2 separate regions of the Zea mays genome follow, and region 2 is linked to region 1. The links are chromatin contacts, called in public Hi-C maps. All regions are on one chromosome and are shown on one strand. The core of a region is the stretch at or near the end of the contact, and the rest is flanking DNA. Distances in the headings are between cores, read along the strand shown.

Evidence for each region. A called contact is a pair of places that touch in the nucleus more often than the background predicts.
Region 2: a contact with region 1 is called in a Hi-C map of leaf, with 8 times the contacts expected there. The contact joins the promoter of LOC100272242 here to the promoter of LOC100384366 in region 1. A contact is called at or near these places in 2 of 25 Hi-C or Micro-C datasets (leaf and tassel).

What each region holds. Positions count from the first base shown.
Region 1 is chr8:142,858,315-142,864,570 of Zm-B73-REFERENCE-NAM-5.0, forward strand. It overlaps LOC100384366 (ATP-dependent zinc metalloprotease FTSH 4 mitochondrial), which reads right to left and starts at 3,506. Exons shown (of 7, transcript NM_001349058.1): 1 at 3,252-3,506; 2 at 1,621-1,708; 3 at 1,072-1,332. The coding sequence starts at 3,278.
Region 2 is chr8:143,208,414-143,214,669 of Zm-B73-REFERENCE-NAM-5.0, forward strand. It overlaps LOC100272242 (LIN1 protein), which reads right to left and starts at 2,240. Exons shown (of 3, transcript NM_001350728.1): 1 at 1,959-2,240; 2 at 817-916; 3 at 214-611. The coding sequence starts at 2,205. The coding sequence ends at 539.

The DNA.
Region 1 (6,256 bases), core at 2,256-4,755:
TAACCTATTTATTAGGTTAATTTTCAATCTCCTCTCATCACTGAATGCTGAGCCCACCATCGACCGATTCACATACCATGCAAGTCTAACCCCTCCTCACATCCATCTGGGGCAAAAGCAGGCCAGGCCCCACCGCGCTGTCCTGCGCGCAGACAGCAGAGCTGGTGCTCAACTGAGTCAGCAAGCAGGAAGGCACGCGGGCCAGCAGCTATGATAGAACTGCATGTGCCAGGAAGCAGCAGCAGCAGCAGCAAAGCTGGCAGCTGGGTGTGCTCGGTGTGGCTGCCAGTACCTCCGGGGCTCCGGGCCATGCATGTGTGGTGTTTTCCACAACCACTAGGATTAGCAGACAGCTGCAGCAGTTTTTTTTGCCTTGGCGCGTAAGGGAAACAGGCAATAGCATCCATTCTACACAAGCCCAAAGTTAGCCAGGAGGATGGAATAAAGGTGCAGAGGTGGTTTTGGGGCTCCATAATATCAGGACATGTAAGCAACTCTACACTTTCCTAATAAAAATAATGAAAAAACAGAGAAACCCCATGGAAAACAATATCAGGTTTCTTTCTTGCACTCTCCTTTCTAATCAGACGTGCTTCCACACGTCTCCTTCCTCGCTTCAAAAAGGATATCTGTTACCACATCTCTTTCTCAAAACAGGTGCTACTAGCGAACACTGCCGTTGAAACACGTGATGTGAATGGCGTACACAACCAGGAGACAGCGCTAAGTTTTCAAGGGCCTTCGCCCATAGCAAAGCACGAGCATATTTACTAGTCAAAGTAAATCGGAACTACAGTAGAGCATAAAGTTTTTTTACAGCATATGCATTTGTTAACTGCTGTGGTTTATTCATAAGGATAGAAAAGAATTTGTATCCAAGACATAGGCATCAAAACCTACTAGCAGAGCATTGGATGTATCCATAATATAAGAACACCGCCACTATACAGGTGTTTTTCAAGTGATGCTACAATTGGAAAAATAAACAGTAGCTGCATTGCACATATAATGTAACAGAATGCAAAATTTTCTCAGCTATGAAATAAAGGAAATGTCTTAGGACTTTGGTACCTCTCTGCAGTGTTTTAAGCAAGGCACTCTCGTCCAGCCTATCAACCCTTACAAGAGCTTTTACATACTCCGAAAGTGCTGCGGGATTAGAATGTAATGAAGGATGGCTTTCAAATATTTGTATGACACGCTCCGGGTCACTTCTGTAAATCTCTTTAAGAAGAGAGGTTTGGCTTGGTGATTCTAGGTCTCGCACCCGGCGTGCAAGGCTACCGATGTAACTTGACTGGTTCCTCTCTTGCAAATTTTTAATTCTGGCACCTGGAGTGAGCAACAAGACCATATAGATGTCAAACAATGGCACTGAATAGTGGCACTGCATTGAAGAAAGTCATATAATATATACCAGATGCATGATAGCCATCACAAACAACTTTAGTGTGTAAAGAAAAATAATATATATATAAATTTGGACAGCAAATGATATGGAAAGTCCTACAGTGAGCATGGTACCTTTAGGAAGATGCAAATGTCACACAGTTAGGCGGCAACATATTAATAGAGTAATAGGAAACAGATGCCCAATGATTGATTGTCACCTCCGTGTACCTGCAGTGATGTCACTTTGAAAAGCGCCCAAAGGGGAGGAAGCAACTAGTTCATTGTAGATTGCTTTTGTTGGTCGATGCCTTGCAATCTGTGACGGAACAGCGCACACACACACACACACACACACACACACACACACACAAACCTGGATCAGTTAAAGCACCAAACATTGATATGTATACATACATCAACAAGGATAGAACATAATAATATCACAGAGCCAATTATTTGATTACACATTTGTTACATAACATCTCAAAATTCATTATTCAAATGGGCTTGCCATCAATTTTAAGTTCTTACTGCTCTTCCTAAGAATTAGCTTCACGAAACGCAGAATTACAATATAGCAGTGTGTTGGGGCGAAGGCGAACACGCCTACCCCTCGCTCGTCGACCTCTACATCAACATTCCGCAGGCCGAAGGCCGCGCCAGCAGGCCCCACCGGCCGGGCCGCGGACGTCGTCTGTGCGAAGGCCCAAGCGCCTCCTTCGCCCCGACAAGCCTAGGCGAAGGCCCCCGACGACTTCAAGGACCGGGTGATCGAAGCCTCGAAGACTACAAGGCTTTGTCCCCCTCAGCGCGAGAAGGGGCCCATGTGCAATTCGGCCCATGTCGTGGGACCACGCCCGCAAGTGCCATGTGGGCCGCGTCTGTAATAAAGCATGTTGTAATGACACACTGTACCCCCCCCCCTATGAGGGAATATTCCGGGGATAAATTAGGTAACTGAGGGCCTAGCTGTCCTTGACAAGGGCGGGCGGTCCCTCGGTTACCTATAAATCCCCACGTACTGTGCCAAAGCAAAGAGAGAGAACACTATTGCCTCGACACCCTGTGTTTAGAGGCATTAAACTACTCCCACCACTTCCCTATTGGATCCTGCTGTCCCAGGAGGCAGGTTCCAACACAGTGCAGATTATTCAATTGTGATCAGCAATTGTTACAGAACATCTCTATGTTCATTATTTAAATGGATTTGCAATCAGTTTTTAGTTCTTACTGTTCCGTCCTAAGAATTATTTTCACTAGACACAGAACGATAAATTGACAATACAGCATAGCTGATTAAGATTGTGAGCAACAATTGTCACAGTAGATCTCAATATCCATCATTAAATGGACTTGGCATCAATTTTTTTAGTTACTATTATTGTTATGTCCTAATAAAAAGTATAAATTAGTATCCCAGGACACAGAACAACACGCTAGATGACATCTCGACTTAAATCTAGAGTTTCCTGTAAATGCTCATACAGATACAGGCTATCACAATAATCTGACGACAGGTCATATAATAGACCATCCAGAATTTTAAACTTAAAGACAAGATTCTTTCGATTAGTAGCGGAATTAATAACGAATACAAAACGCAAACTGGATCACTGTTTGGCCAAAATCAGTAGCCTCATCGCCTACATGTTTCATCAGCAGAGACATCCTCACAGACAGCTCCCAAGATAGCCATGTATACGAACAGACATCTGCAGACGTTGTTCGTATGCGCAGAGCCTAACAACGCAGCTCGCAATCCCGCCCAGACACACAAGATCGAAGATTTGAGGCCACCACCGTATCTCAATACAACAATAAAGCGCGGTAACGAAGAAAAGGTCAGGCAGAACTCTCACCTGGGTGAGGACGCGCCGCCACGCCATGGGCCCGAATCCCTAGCCCAGCGCCACTCGGCCCACGGAGATTCCGAAGAAGAAGCGCCCACGCGGTCTGGGAGGACGGACGATCCCAACGGAAGCGAGCGGTGGGGAAGCAGGATTTGGGGGTGGTCGGTGGCGGCGCGATAGAGGAGGGCGCGGGATGTGAGGGTGTAGGCGGCAGCGGCTTAGGTCATGGGCAAGCAGTCGAAGCTTCGAGGGCGTACAGGAAAAGTGAAGGAGAGGAAGACGACATGAGTGAGAACGCCCTCGATTTTTTGTCTTTTTTAAATTGTTAGGCTGTATGCCTGTATCCGGCAGCACAAAGTGTATATGTGTCACACTCTTTACAAACAAAAATCGAATGTATAACATATATGTAATAGAATTCATTTTTCATATATATGTTGTGCCACAAGTGTGATATATTAAAAGATAATACAATAAAAACGTAAAAAGAGTATAATAACTTTATTACATTATCTAAACTTAAAAATCTTGAACAATATTATCATCAAAGTACAACAAAAATATTATGGGTAATCTCTCAGAGGAAGATGACCGGAGCGTCGCTGGACTCCATACTCGTCAACGTTTTTGTCAAAGTCTTCCTCATCACCTTCTGATAAAAATTTTAACAATAGGTGAACTCACTTACGGTGAGGGCTTAGCAAATGGGAGGAACTATGCAAGGTTAGCAAGGTAGGCTATGGTTACGTGGTAAGCATTTTAGTTGGTCAATATTTTATTAGCAACACCTAACTTACTATTTGTAAGTGTATCTCAAAACCCAATAAAATTATGAGCATAATGATTATATCTCAAAACACTTAAGTGAAACTATTTAAACAAACCATTTAAAAAACCACGGGATCACGATTTTGACTCCATCTTTAGGTTCAATTATCATGTGAGGGTACATGCTGCTCTTAACCATGATCACGGCTGACATATCAGTTTTACACTCTGCAGAGGTGGTACAACTTTACCCACATGACGTGTATCTCTTATTGTCGACGTTTCGGACCCCGGGGGACCCTCAACCGGGCCGACCAGTGAATTTTATCGTTGCGTGCCCCTGCCCAGATGGGTTGGCGCAAGATGGAACACAAGAGGGAAATGCGGCTCGTGTTATCTCGCACCAGGGGGTGCTCGTAGTAGGGGTTACAAGCGTTCGCGCGCGAGAGAGAGAGTGAGCCTGTTCGTTTGCTCGTCCCTCTGCGCGACCCTCCCGCATGAAGGCCCTGGACCTCCCTTTTATAGATGCAAGGAGATGGTCCAGGTGTACAATGGGGGGTGTAGCTTATGCGCTAACGTGTCTGGCAGAGAAGTGCCTGAGCCCTGTATACATGTCAACGTGGCTGTCGGAGAGGTGCTAGAGCCCTGTGTACGCGATAACGTGGCTGTCGGAGAAGTGCCTGGGCCCTGTAGAAGCACAGCTGGCGGTGCTGCTGGGATCCTGCTGACGTCTCCTTGCTTCCGTAGGGGGCTGAGAACCACCGTCGTTATGGACGCACGCGGGGAGCCATCATTACCTGTTACCGAGACGAGCCAGATGGGACGCCGGTCTTGTTCCCTCGTAGCCTGAGCTAGCTAGGGGTAGGGTAATGATGTATCCCATGTGGCGCGGTCGGTCCGAGCCTAAGGTCGGGCGAGGCGGAGACTTCTCCTGAGGTCGAGGTCGGGTCGGGTGAGGATGCGATTCCTCTCGAGGCCGAGGCCTAAGGTCGGGCGAGGCGGAGCTTCCTGTTGCGCCCGAGGCTGAACTCGGCTGTTGTCAGCCTTACCCGGGTGGTTGGCACAGCAGTCGGAGCGGTGTGAGCGGTGCTGTTTTCCTGTCAGATCGGACAGTAAAGGGGTGAAGTGACTGCGGTCACTTCGACCTTGCCGACTGCGGCACGCGTGTCAGGATGAGATGTCAGGCGATCTTCGCATTGAATGCGCCTGCGATACGGACGGTTGGTGAGGTGATTTGGCCAAGGTTGCTTCTCGACGAAGCCTGCCCGAGCTGGGCCTCGGGCGAGCCGAGGGTGCGCCCACTGCCTGAGGAGGCCCTCGGGCGAGGCGTGAATTCGTCCGGGACTACTGTTCCCGCCCGAGGCCGGGCTCGGGCGAGACAAGATTGCGTCCCTTGGTAGACGAGGCCTTGACTTGAACCGTGCCCATCAATCTTTGCAGTTTGTGCTGAGGGTGCTTACCAGCCGTGTTTAGGAGTGTTGGGGGTACCCCTAATTACGGTACCCGACAGTAGCCCCTGAGCCTCGAAGGGAGTGTTGGTACTCGCTTGGAGGCTTTGCCGCATTTCTCTATGAGGGGACCGACCTTTCTCGGTTATACTTTGCTCCGGTGGGTGCACGCGAGCGCACCCGCCGGGTGTAGCCCCTGAGGCCTCGGAGGAGTGGTTTGACTCCTCTGAGGTCTTAATGCTTTTCGTGATGCTTCGGTCGGCCTTGTTGTTCCCTCATGCGGCCTGGTCGTAGCCCGGGTGCATGGTCAGGTTCCGAGTTTTTAGGCTGGTTTGTTGACGCTGTCAACGGTTTGGCCGTAGCCGGGTTGCGAGAGCAGCCCCCGAGCCTCTGCACGGAGCGAGAGGACGATCAAGGACTGTCTCGACTTTTATTATACGCCCCTTCGTCGCCTTTGCTCAAGGAGGAAGGGGGGAAAGCGCCATGTTGCCGTTGGAGGGCGCCGAACATGGTGTCTCCAGTGAGTTGCTAACGGGTGATCCGAGTGGACGCCCGTGCCCCGTTCGATAAGGGTCGGCTAGTGGCCCAGAGGCGCGCTCCAAAAGTACCTGCAGGTGATTTGCCGGACCCGGACCCATTCAATAGGGTCCAAGGGCTCGATGCCTCCCTCTGGTGGGATTCTGTTACAAAATCGCTCCTGCTGGTCTCAGAAATGTCCTAGGGTACCTCGGGAGCGTAGCCCGAGCCTCGGCCATGTAACAGACGTACCCAGAGTCATCCCTCACTCTGCATGCTCTG
Region 2 (6,256 bases), core at 990-3,489, 350 kb after region 1:
CTAGTTGTCGTCGTCTCACTAACGCCAACTCACGACAAATTCGATGACTCGCCAGAACGACACGTTGATACGGCTGCTCCGCCCTAGTGCCTCATCCTCAGTCAGTCCACCTATTTTCTCTCTCTAGCTCTCCTTTTGGTAGCCAAAAAGGTTTTTTTGGTATTCATATCATTTTGAAAACACTAGATATTATCATTTAACATTCATATTATTATCATTAATCTATATTTATGGTCTAGTCTGGTGATTTGTCTCTTGCACTATCGGCCCCACCTAGAATTTTGTTCTGCATCCGCCACTGATGCGTACGGCTGCACCGCACCGACCAGGGAGAGCAAAGGCAAAATAAAATGGAAGAAGGCATATCCTACGGATGGCCAGGACTGAAACCACCCAAAAAAAAGTTTCACAATAAAAATCCATACATGGACTGCTGCTTGCGCGGGGGCTCACCTTCAGCAGAGTGCTAACCATAGAAAGAACACGATACGAATCTGTGTTACAGAAAACATCCAGGGCTGCTACGAGCGAGATCTAGCTAAACTGAGATTCTGTGCCTGCCTTTGGCGATTCTCCGGGCAATCACCTTGCGCCCACCCTTGGTCGATTTACTGCAGAACCAATGTAACAAGGACATGAGGGCACTGAACCACAATCATGCCAGATAAACTACCTTCCTAATCTAAATGATGAGGTGCCAAAGGCAAACATGAACGGAAACAGAATTTGATAATACCAACTTGAAACCCATCTTCCTTTTTCAATGAAGGACGAGGGAAGCAAAATAATGGCCAGGGAAAAGCTAGAGAGACAGACCGTGTAAGAAATCCATGGGTTCTTTTCCGCTTGATTGTACTGGGCTGGTAAGTTCTTTTCGGGAGCAACTGAAAGGGGTCATTAGGAACAGGATCCTCGACTACAAATAGCAGAACAGAAGCAACGGATTAGAAAAAGACATCAAACTAACAAAAATAAAAGTTGATCCTAGCTGCCAGGTCATAATCCAAAGCCTACATATCATAATCAAGACTCTAGTATTCACCAAATATAACTACGGCAACATTTCCAGCAACAGAAGTAGCAAGGAACAGTCACTGTTTGGGACCATGCAAGGAAACAATCCAGGAACAGCAGGACGAACTGCATGTACTTGAGTATTTGTCATACACTTTCTAACCAATTTTAGGACAATCAGCAGCAGCTGGAACAAGAAATGGCCACCATTTGGCACTATGCAAATAAACAGTCTTAGCAAAAGGAGACTTGGGTAATTGAGTATTTCTACTGCACTTTCTACCAGACTTAATTTCAACATAAATCATAGCAGAATTTCCTAAGCTCCACACAATCTCAGTTTTAGGCTGTCAAATGATCCACAAACAATTTATGCAGTGTATCAATCTTTAGGTTCTGCCACCTACTATTTAAGGAACAAAAAGGCATCAAGGAACTTTAAATACTGAGTACTGTATTGCAAGCAACGTGTTCTTCTATGCGTAAGAGCATCAATAACACTAGAAACGTGACTTCTCAAGGTTGATCAATCACTTAGTAACTTTCAACACAAGCCAGATAAAAGTAACACATCAGCATTGATGAAGGCAACCATGACTTTTCAGAAAACAATGCCCCCAAATAAGGTAACTGTATGAAATCTTGGCAATTCTTCCCAAGTCCGCAAAAAGCAAAGCTTAATAGTGAAATGGTATAACTGCAAATCACAGAAAATGCGCATTACAACAGAAATCATGCGAGTTTCGAGTAGTCACACACTGCAATTTCTATATTCAACGACACTACAATCTCTATATTCAACGAACGGTTTATGAAAAACATTGATCCCAGTCCCCCTATTCCCCATTTCTGAAACTGGCAGTGACTAGCGATCCGAGCCCAACTTCAATACTCAATCACGGCCCAATCCATTCATGAGTGCGTGTGTGTGAGAGAAGCTGTACCGTCGTCGATGAAGAAGCGGAGCGAGGGAAGTCCGCAGGGGAAGGATATCTCGCCGGGGAGCGAGCTCAGCCTGGCGATGGTCTCCGCCTCGTAAGCGTCCACCCCCGCCGGTGCCGGCGGCGGGACGTGTGGCTGCAGCCTGGCTAGCGGCAGCCCGGCGCGGGGTATGGACGAGGACGGAGACGCGAGAATGCGGCCGAAGAGGGATGATCCAACCCGTGCAAGGGTCTTCGCCGCCGACGCCATCGCCGAGCAACCCTAGCCTCCTCCTCCCCCTGCTCCTCCTCTGCTACGTTGCCGCACTTTTTTTTGGTGGAGAAACTATTCCCTCACCGCACTTGGGCTGGCGAGCTATGCTGAACTCTGTGTGCCTCCAATGGGCCGAATGACGATGTTCAAAAGGCCCGTTTCAAGAATTCTGGGTTGATCGGATTTGTTTGCTTTGTGGCGTTTCGTTGAAAGAGCGACTGAGGCGCTGAGCATATTGCCTGCTGCCAGTACTAGCTGGCGTGCTGCTGACTGTATCGTGGACAGCGTCAAAGCCTCAAAGGCCAACGTGGGCTGGGCAGACATAGCGTACTCACTCCGGTGTACTATTAGTTATCGTTTTCGATAAGGTTTGAGTCAAACTTATAAATTTTTAACTAAAATAACTATTTTATTATTTAGTTTTGAAACCTAATATTTATATGCACGGATTTGTCTTAAAAATAATTTTATAAAAGTATAAATATATTAAGAGTTTATTTATATTTTAACAAAAAATCATTAGTCAAAGTTATATTTTACTATTTTAAAGATCGTGTTGTCCTAAACGACAACTAATAGAAAACTGGAGGGAGTATTCCACAACCGCAACCATTTTGCTTGGATCGTATGGAATGGATCAAACATTCATCCAAGAAGCAAGGTGCTGAAGCTCCTTTGATACGGTAGTACGGTACACTCCTATATCTGATAATTATATGTTTGTTCATTTGAAGATTGATTACCCTTTGGGAACCTATCAAGTGCAAACTAACCATTTGCCATGTAAATTCTTATGATAATTTTTTAAAACACCCCTCGACGTGCACCTAGGGATGGCAATTTAATCCGCAAACCCGAAACCCGGTGGGTACCCGACCCGATGGGTGCAGGCATGGGTAGAGATTTTGACCCACGATTGCAACCCGCAACCGATTCGAAGTTTCGCGAGTGTGGGTGTGAGTTTCTATTTCAACCATTGGGTGACCCATACTCGACCCAAAAATTGGTCCATTCTTTATTTTGCGCAAAATGTTTAAGATACAATAATAATTATTTTGAATAAATAATATGTCTAATGGTTCATAAATATTGTGTTGCTGCTCAACATGAGAAGGTTTGAAATCCATAGACATAACTCAAATGTTGTTGGTACTTAATTGTTATAGTTGAATTATTGTTTAAACGTGTACAATGAGTAAAACTCGCGGGTGACCCGAAACCCGACGAGTTCGTGTGCGGGTTTGGAATTACACCCGTGGGTGCAATAATGGGCGGGTTTAAGTAGACTTCACGTGTGTGATCGCAGGTGGATTTTTGTGCCACCCAACCCGAATCCGACCCATTGCCATCCCTACGTGCACCAGCTTAGTGAAAGGGAAATGTGCCCTTGGGCCATTTCTAAGTATTTTGGTGGTTTAGTGCCCAACACAAGTGCCTAAGTGTAAAAAGGTGGACAAAGTACAAATCAAGGATAAAGGTATGTTTCTCAGACTTAGTACATTGTTTTATGGACTAATGTATTGTGTCTAAGTGCTGGAAACAGGAAAAATCCAATTAGCTGAGTCTGGGAGCACCGGACTGTCCGGTGGTGCACCGGACAGTGTCTGGTGCGCCAGGCTGGCTCGAGCGAAGTGGCCGCTCTCGGGAATTCACCGGCGACGTACGGCTAAAATTCACCGGACTGTCCGGTGAGCCAACGGTCGGCCGGGCCAACGGTCGGCCGCGCGATCTGCGCGGGACACGTGGCCGAGCCAACGGCTAGAAGGGGGCACCGGACTGTCCGGTGTGCACCGGACATGTCCGGTGCACCAACGGCTCTCAGGCTGCCAACGGTCGACTGCGCCATATTTGGAAGGAAATCGGGCACCGGACACTGTCCGGTGTGCACCGGACTGTCCGGTGTGCACCGGACTGTCCGGTGCACCAGACGACAGAAGGCAAGAATGGCCTTCCAGATTTGCTCTCAACGGCTCCTAGCTGCCTTGGGGCTATAAAAGGGTCCCCTAGGCGCATGGAGGAGAAGCCCAAGCAACCTTAGAGCATTCTTGATCATCCACACTCAGTCTTTGCGCATTCGTTTGTCATTCTCAGTGATTCGAGCTCTGTTCTAGTGAGAACTTTGAGATAGTCTTTTGAGCTCGATTCTTGGCCGTGTGTGTGCACATTTTGTTGTGGATTTGTGTGTGTTGCTTCCCTCCCTTACTCCGTGTTTCTTTGTGAACTTCAAGTGTAAGGGCGAGAGACTCCAAGTTGTGGAGATTCCTCGCAAACGGGATTGAGAAAAAGCAAGCAAAACACCGTGGTATTCAAGTGGGTCTTTGGACCGCTTGAGAGGGGTTGATTGCAACCCTCGTCCGTTGGGACGCCACAACGTGGAGTAGGCAAGCGTTGGTCTTGGCCGAACCACGGGATAACCACCGTGCCATCTCTGTGATTGTTTTCTTGTGGTTATTGTGTTTTGTTGAGATTCCTCTCTAGCCACTTGGCGTTTACTGTGCTAACGCTTAACCAAGTTTTTGTGGCTTAAGTTTTCAAGATTTACAGGATCACCTATTCACCCCCCCCCCTCTAGGTGCTCTCAATTGGTATCGGAGCAGTTCTCTTCAAGAAAGGGACTAACCGCCCGAAGAGATGGATCCTAAGGGCAAGGGGATGGTGATCAACGATAAGGAGAAGGAGTCCTTCGTCAACGAGCCCAAAGATGACAAGCCTACCGACTCGGGCTCGGGCCACAAGCGAAAAGATGGGAAGAAGAAGAAGACAAGACGCATCAAGGAGATTGTCTACTACGACGACAGCGACGAGTCCTCTTCTTCCCAAAAGGACAACGACGACTACGACAGACGAAAGACGGTTAACTCAAACTTTTCTTTCGATTATTCGTACATTCCGCATAGCTCAAATGCTCATTTGCTCCCCATTCCACTTGGCAAGCCCCCTCACTTTGATGGAGAGGACTACGGATTTTGGAGCCACAAAATGCGTACTCACCTGTTTTCTCTCCATCCAAGCATTTGGGAGATTGTGGAAAGTGGAATGAAATTTGATAGCTCGGATAGCCCTTTGTTTATTAATGAACAGATTCATAAAAATGCACAAGCTACTACTGTGTTGCTAGCCTCTTTGTGCAGAGACGAGTATCATAAGGTGAGCGGCTTGGACAATGCCAAGCAGATCTGGGACACCCTCAAGATCTCTCATGAGGGGAACGACGTCACCTTGCTCACCAAGATGGAGTTGGTAGAGGGAGAGCTTGGAAGATTCGCAATGATAAGGGGCGAGGAGCCAACCCAAACATACAACCGGCTCAAGACCCTTATCAACAAGATAAGGAGCTACGGAAGCACGCGATGGACGGACCACGACGTCGTCCGCCTAATGCTAAGGTCCTTTACCGTTCTTGATCCTCATTTGGTGAATAATATTCGTGAGAATCCCAAGTACACCAAAATGTCGCCCGAAGAAGTCCTTGGAAAATTTGTAAGCGGGCGAATGATGATCAAGGAGGCGAGGTACGTGGACGACGCGTTGAATGGTCCAATCCATGAGCCTCAACCCATTGCTCTCAAGGCAACAAGGAGCAAGGAGGCACTACCTAGCAAGGTGGCGCAAATTGAGGCAGCCGGACTTAATGATGAAGAGATGGCCCTCATCATCAAAAGATTCAAGACGGCGCTAAAGGATCGCAAGGGACAGCCAAGCAAGACCAAGACCAAGGGAAAGCGCTCATGCTTCAAATGCGGTAAGCTTGGTCATTTTATTGCTAACTGTCCCGACAATGATAGTGATCAGGAACAAGGGAACAAGAGGGAGAAGAAGAAGAACTATAAGAAGGCAAAAGGCGAGGCGCATCTAGGCAAGGAGTGGGATTCGGATTGCTCCTCTTCTGACTCCGACAATGAGGGACTTGCCGCCACCGCCTTCAACAAATCGGCCCTCTTCCCCAACGAGCGTCACACATGCCTTATGGCAAGGGAGAAGAAGGTATGTACTCGAAACTCTACTTATGCTTCTTCAAGTGAGGACGAATCTAGTGATGAGGATGAAA